2 separate regions of the Ovis aries genome follow, and region 2 is linked to region 1. The links are chromatin contacts, called in public Hi-C maps. All regions are on one chromosome and are shown on one strand. The core of a region is the stretch at or near the end of the contact, and the rest is flanking DNA. Distances in the headings are between cores, read along the strand shown.

Evidence for each region. A called contact is a pair of places that touch in the nucleus more often than the background predicts.
Region 2: a Hi-C map of hypothalamus shows a contact between it and region 1, with 5 times the contacts expected there. The contact joins two enhancer-like sites. A contact is called at or near these places in 12 of 16 Hi-C or Micro-C datasets (blood, hypothalamus, liver and 6 more).

What each region holds. Positions count from the first base shown.
Region 1 is chr1:106,361,507-106,365,096 of ARS-UI_Ramb_v3.0, reverse strand. No RefSeq gene overlaps it. Among named protein-coding and RNA genes, the nearest start is that of RHBG, 16 kb to the right of the region's middle. Within about 2 kb of position 1,771, at least 11 of the 54 cell types and tissues checked have an H3K27ac peak or open chromatin away from gene starts, as enhancers often do. A contact at or near this core is called in hypothalamus, where this site is marked.
Region 2 is chr1:106,403,490-106,407,079 of ARS-UI_Ramb_v3.0, reverse strand. No RefSeq gene overlaps it. Among named protein-coding and RNA genes, the nearest start is that of RHBG, 58 kb to the right of the region's middle. Within about 2 kb of position 1,554, at least 7 of the 54 cell types and tissues checked have an H3K27ac peak or open chromatin away from gene starts, as enhancers often do. A contact at or near this core is called in hypothalamus, where this site is marked.

The DNA.
Region 1 (3,590 bases), core at 522-3,021:
AATCAGGGACAATCCCCTAGAGAAGGAAACGGCAACCCATTCCTGTATTCTTGCCTGGAAAATCCCAAGGACGGAGGAGCCTGGCGGGCTACACCCCCTGGGGTCACAAAAGAGCCAGACACAATTTAGCAACTAAATCACCACCACTTTCAAAGATGGAGAGCAGAGGTGGACAGAACTCTTGACTGCTTCCCTAGTACATTGAAATGCCTCAGCTCCCAGCCCACATCCCTTGACCCTGCCTCAAACTCCCCTCTTATCTAATAGTCTCCCAAATGCTCCCCCAGGAGGCCAGGCTCCACTGCCTGCACCCCGCCGCTGCCTCCCCAGAAAGGAGTTGCCATGCGTGTTGTGCCTGGCTCCTCACAGAGGCCAGGAAGACAGAAGACAAACCAGGAATGAGCAGGCCCCTGAGGCAGCCCTGTAACCCCTGCTTCCCACAAGACCCCTGCCCTACCTGCGTCTTCTTCCTCTTCCTCTCAGTTTTCTCCTGCCTTGTGAGCATATGTTAGTTGCTCAGTCATGTCTGACTCTTTGCGACCCCGCAGACTGCAGTCCACTGGGCTCCTCTGTCCATGGAATTCTCCAGGCAAGTATACTGGAGTGGGTTACCATTCCCTTCTCCAGGATCTTCTTTGACCTGGGCATCAAACCCGAGTCTCCGGCACAGTGGGCAGATTCTTTACCGTTTGAGCCACCAGGGAAACCTGCCTTACTGGGACTGAGAACCTGAACTTCCCTGGTCAGTTCTCATTTTGCTGTTGCTCCCGTTGATTTTGCCACCTCAAACCTCATGAGTCCCAGAAGCATCACTGCTTGAAGGGCCCAGGCACCATTTCTGAAATAGCTCTCACCTTAGAGAGAGAGAGGGTGTCGGATCCTGAGCCTGTGCGGGAATTTAGGAAAGGTGAAATCAGGTCCTGCACCTTGCAGAGTTGAAAGTCCATTTACTGGAGCTCAGCCTGCAAACACCCAAGAGCCAGGGCTAAGTTCCCAACTAAAATGGACTCTGCTCCAAGCACAGAGTCTCTTGCCCACTGTTATTCCTCCAGTGCCAAACAGTGCAATGTGTTAGATGGACACAGGCTCCTGGGCTGCGGGGAGAGGAACACACTTCTTTCACTTGTGGGAGGGAACTTTGTGTGGCACCCTCATCGCTGAACCCCTAGTCACTGGAGAAGCTTCAGGCCTGCATGGCTGGCATTTCTCCCATAAAAGGTGGGCCTTCTTAACTGGTAGCAGCAGAAGGAAGCAGGAAGGCAGCCTGGACTCGGCCTAGGGCTCACCCTGTCCAGTAACCTGTTCTGGGGAAAACATGAGTATTTCCCTCAAGGTTCTAGAAGGAAACTGGCTCCAGAGACAACCCAGATCAATGCCACGTGAAAAAATGATGGAGATGGGGAGGGCAGTTAACAGGGAAGGAGGATGGGAAGAGCAGAAACTCTAGGCTAGGTTTAACCTTCAGGATACAGGGCCTCAGAGAAATGAACTGGTTTGTGCAGGCCATCAAGCTAGTGAGCGGGGGTAGCCAAGTTGAGGGCCCACCACGGTCTGACCCTAAAGTTAAGGCTCTTTGGGGAGAGGAGTAGGAGTGGAGGGAACGGGTGACCACCCCTCCCTTGCTCCAAGGCCTGATTTTGGTCGTCTTCTGCCTTCCTCCTGGAGCTGGCCGGCTCCGATGGGCGAACAGACAGCCTCACCGAGACAATGGCACTCTGTCCCGGGCGGGCGCTCCGGGACGATAGCTCATCCCTATGCAGGGGCCGCCTCCCCCACCCGGGCCTGGCCGCCAGCCCCTTTCAGGCGGTGGAAGACGCGGCGGCGGCAGAGGGGGATTCTCACAGGCCGTTGGGCATTTGCATAGCCCGCTCGCCCGCCCGGAGACATTGGCCCGCATTGTTCCCGGGAGGCGGCGGCGGCGGGCGCACGGGCCGCGGCGCGCGGGGCGGCGCGGCGGACCCGGCTGGGAGTGGGCGGGAGGGCCAGACAAAGGGGACGGGGCGCCCGGAGTCGGGCGGCGGCGGGTGGGGGAGATCCTGACGGTGGGAGAGAAATATCGGGGTGAGGTGGGGGGAGCACGGCTGCCCAGTTAGTCTGTCCCGGGACCACCACCACCCCCTACTTCGGACACCCACTCCGTGTCTAATTCCTCCTCGAGCTGGGGCCACCGTGCGCCGTGATTTGAATCCCAATAGCGGGGCATCTCAGGCCTTTCCCAGGCTGCGCAGGTTCGGAGGGCGGGGTCCTCCAGAGGTCACAAGAGCAGCTCGGAGCTTCTGGCCTGGGGCAGTGGGGGTGGTGGGGCGGTCCGGCCACACAGGCACAGAAGCACCCCGAGGTCCGTGGGGAACCTTGGGCCTCTCTGCCGGATGTCTAGCCAGGAAGCCCTGTTGTCGCTCACACATACTCCAGAACAGTGACCAACTCCAGAAACCCTTCCCTAAGGGTTCTGACCCTGCTGGCTTGACACTGACCTCTGGCGTAGCTGGTCTTCCCCATCAGTGGGGCCCTGGGAGGCAAGCAGGGGCTCGGGGTCCTCGTCCGTCATTGTCCCCAGAACTTGGGCACTGGGGCTGGACAGACAAGAGTTCATGAGTGGGCAAGTGTCTGATTGTCTTGCATTGAGAATAATAATGGTGGTGATCAGAGGGGCTGTCCCTGAGGGGCAGAGGCCTCTTTGTCCTGAAGAGGTGAGGAAGGAGCCCCCTTGGCCCCTGTCCCCGCCATCTCCTTGACCTGCTCATTGTCACCCTGTTAACCCAGCCTGAATGGATGGGCCACTGTGTGGGGGGGATGGATGGTGCTGAGCTAGGGGCTACAGGAAAGATGGGGGAGGGGCTCAGTCGCAGGGCAGCAGACAGGCTCCTAGGGTAGCCCAGGAGCTAGGACATTTCTTGCCCTCCGAGCTATCTGCCTGAAAGCAGTGACGGTACCCAAACTGCAAACGGTGATGGCTTAGTCCATCACTCGGACTGAACGACCTATGGACTGCCCTCCAGGGTGCTGGGCACCAGAGGAAAAGCTATGGGAGGGAGAAGAGGAAAGAACAAGGGCCTGGTTTTGAAGAGTTCAGCCCTGGACAGAGTCCCCTGAGCCCTGAAGCCAGGGTTCTGGATCTTGTAGATCTCAGCAGTGTCTTGGGCTGTGAGCAGCTTTGAGGGAGTAATGGAGCCTCAACTGCTTGGCCATAGGATTTTCAGGGCCATCACTTGCTGGGCAGCTACCACCCTGTCCCTCCTTTCTCAAGGACCTCTTGGTGGGCCACCCTGGGACCTGCAGCCTTTCCTCCCTTAGAAGCTGGTAACTGTCCTCTCCCAGGGATGGTTCAATTGTCACTTCTTCAGGAAGACTCCCTGGATTAAGATGGGAGCAGTGACCAGCCTGGGCTGGAGCAGTCCCATTTAGTCAAGCCTGGAGATTTGGTTATGGTCAGAAAAGAACGGGAGTGAGCAGGAAAAGATCAGGTGGGAAAATGCCAGTGGTATGTGTAAATGAATACTCATGTATCGGAGCTTTACCCACCCAGGCAGGGCAGGGAGGGTCTTATCCTCAAACTCTCTCCTTTCCTGTAAGTCTTTCAGATCTCAGAG
Region 2 (3,590 bases), core at 305-2,804, 42 kb before region 1:
TATCAGGGTCTCCCGCCAAACTCCTTGAGCGGCTTGGCTGCCCTTCCACCACCGCTCTCCGTCTTTTTCCCTTTATTTATCTCTGTGTTTCCTTCTCTCCCGCATCGCTTGCTTCCTCTTTTACCCGCCCAATTTTTGGCCCCCTCTTTTCTCATCTTCCCTCTCCTTGTCTTGCTAGGCTCCCCTTAAACCCTAGCTTCTCCTGGTTATTCATTACTCAGCCCCTCGCCCTGCACCACAGTCCAGGACTTCCCGCCTGGGACTGGGCCCCGAAGCTGCGGGCAGGGATCCTCAAGCCCTCAAGCCCCCACGCTCTCAACAGACCTGTTTTCCCCAGGCTCCGCTTGTCGCCAGGAGCCCAGAGGGACATCTACAAGGGCCTCGCGGCCAAGAATACGAACCTTAGGAAGAACTGACCTTGCCAGTTGGGGGATGGGGGGGAATCGGAGGATCTTTCTTGGTTTTATCTCTCGCGGGGTGGGTTCAGTAGTGGAGATGGGGGACAGAGGCGGTCCTCCGTGCCACCGCTGCTGGCGGCGGGCAGTGGTGACCAACAGACTTTTGAGCGGGGCTTTTCGCCGGACCCGGGTCCGGGGAGCGCGCGGGAGAGCCCAGGAGGCCCCGCGGGTTCGGCTCTGGCGGGCGCAGCCGTCTGGATCCCCGAAACTCTCAAACGCCGCGTCGCCCCGTCTAGGCCCCCATTCCCCTCGGGGGTCTTGGAGACTCTTCTTTTCCATTTTGTTTCCCTGCCGTTCTATTATTTAGTTTAATATTTTAAATGCCTTGGGTATGTTTCCTTTTTTTAAAAAAAATCATTTAGTGTTATTTTCTCTCTTTTAACGTTCTGTTTCTTTTCAGATAGATTTTGTTTTTCCCTTCTGTTTCCGATGCTCTATTTTCTCGTGCTCACTTCTGGCCTCGGCTCTTCCCGGGCTTTCGTTTCCTCTCCCGGGCGCCCGCGGCCGTGCGGCTCTCGCGTCGGGAGGCGTCAGCTGTCCCGCACGGGGAAGGAGCGAGGGTACAGCACGTCTCGCCCTTCCCACCCGGAGCCCCCTCCACACGGCCTGGCGAGTCCGCGTCCCGAGCCGCTGCGGTGCTCGGACTTTGTCGGAAGCGGGAGCCGGAACCGCAGCTGCCAGCTAAAGCGCAGAGGAGAGGCAGGGACGCCGGTTGGGGCCGCACCGGCGTGCTCCCGCCGGGCTTCTGCCCTGCCCAGGGACCCGCAACTCACACACAGAAGCCACAGGTTCACACACACTGGGATTCAGGGGCTTGCAGACCATGGTCCGCAAGCCACACGCACGCCGAGCCACAGCCAACTCAAAGGCGTGCGCTGCACACACCAACAAACCCCCAGATCAACAAATGTCACACACACAGCCCCGAACAACACACAGCACTCACAGAGCGTAGTCATATGAATGTATGTGTGATCCTAGTATACATACACCAGCCAGCACCCTGCGAACAGACACGCAAACCTACTTCTGCACACAAGGCGGCTCAGGGGGATTTCAGTGCTGACTCAGCCCATTGCAGTGGTGACCCTGAGGAGCGCACCAGGCGGTGGGGAGGGAGCCTGCCTGGCCTCACCAGCGGGCCCAGCCATGGCCGTATACACAGCCACCCGGAGTTCAGTAGCTCTGCCAGGACTAACGTTATCCGGGCTCCTAAGGTGGGGAATACTGGCAGCTTGTTTGGCTGAGGGATCCAGCTCAAACCCCAGAGCCTGAGCCCCAGAAATGAGCATCAGACCTAAAGAACCCTCTGTGAAGCACAGAAACGGGCACTGCACCAAGAAAATGGCACCGTGTTAGAGTATAAAGCAGGCACGCAATATGTGTGCCAGGATGTATTCCGTGCCACACATATCCCACACAGAGCGGGTGTTTGGCCAGGTGCCCACATGGAGACCATTATTTTTGTGAAAATGAGCAGAGGAGATATATACCATTCTAAGAATAAAAGTAACGCATGTACACAGATATAGGTACCAATAGACAACTAGGGAGATGTCAAGGAGAAAATCTCTCTCCAGCTCCTGGGTATTGTTATCAGGCTGGCATGCTAGACCAAGTCTCTGTGGCGAGGTCTGTCTCCTTTCCAGGGCAGCTGTGATTGTTTGGCACCATGGGAGTTCTGCGGTGAAAGACTGGTTTGTGAGACAACCAGATGTATCTGACATATTATCAGCCCATCAAAAGGGGAGATTTTGGCAGCTTTAGGGGGGATCTTTGGGGGTAGAAAACGATCTGATTTGTACCTCAGAAGTTCTGGGTTTGGAGGATGCCCTGGGCTGTAGCAGTGGTGGCCAGACATGCCTGGCCAATGGATGGTGGAGCCTGAGAGCTGGCACATAGACTGTGCTGGATAAAAACATAAACCTTTTCGTGCCATACACAAATCCGCTCCACACACAGCTCCTAACAACCGCACCGGGTAATGTGCAAATATGGATGTCCAATGGGGTTGCCAGAGAGATTAAAATTGTAAAAGAGAAAGATAAGAGATGTTTAGGTGCACGCACAGAGCTCCATAGGTTTGGAGCTCAGTTATTGTGCAGGAGAACCACAGAGACAGGAAAGTGCCTCTCGTTCAAAAGAGAAACACAGGCAGGCGAGTCCCCGTGGCAGGCAAGTCCCCATCGTAGAATGCCAGGCTGCCAGGAGATGGGTGTCTAAGCGGGCAGCCCTGGGAAGGATTTGATCCATTGTCCAAATGACTCCAGGATGTGCCTGAAGAAGCTGCACATCTACTCACCAATTTTGGGCTGAGCCTGGGGAAGAAACAGGCAAAACTGAGGACCACATGCCCAGTCTCTAACGGGGGATAGAGAATGGAAAGTGCAGCCCCTGGGGCTGGCCGACTGCCACCCTCTGGTCTTCCCTGCTCCTGACTGGCTTTCTGGTGCCTCTTAGCACCTATCTCTTTCTCTCGAGAAGGCTTCTGCCTCTCAGAGCTCTCAGTTTCTCTCTGCTCCATTTGTCTCGCTTTCTCTCACTGCCTCTTTAGTTCTTTTACTGTTCTGAATCATATGGCCACAGAGAAACGCAGCCAGATCCAGGAGCAGACACAAAAATAAATGCATAGTGTAGATGCCGAGGTCACTGGAGATAAAGCCTATCCATCTTGCTGGTCTAGATATAGCTATGTGGCAACACATTTTCATTTTGGGGTAAGAATCTAAGCGCAACATTGAGATTTTGTTTCCTTGCAGTCTTTTGGCAGCTGTCTCTCTGGGTGTCTGCCTCTCAGGGTCCCCTCCTCTTCTTCGTTGTACCACTGGAGAGCAGGTGTTTTGGCTAGTGGACTCTGCCACAGGTTTGGTAATACCCCTCCCCCACATTGCCTCGTTTGAAGTTTTCCTCACGTGGGCAAAGGTTTTTTTGTTGTTGTTGTTTAAACACGGACAGCTAGAGTGCCACATCACAAGTGGTACGTGGACAGAGGCATTTAAAACACGATGGAGATACAGGAATATCTAGGGGTTTGGGACCAAACAAAGATACTCCTTTAATGCACCTGGAGGCTCCTTCTGAGTGGAGTGGAGGGAAGGATATAGGTGAGGCTCTGAAATCCCAGCCGCTGAT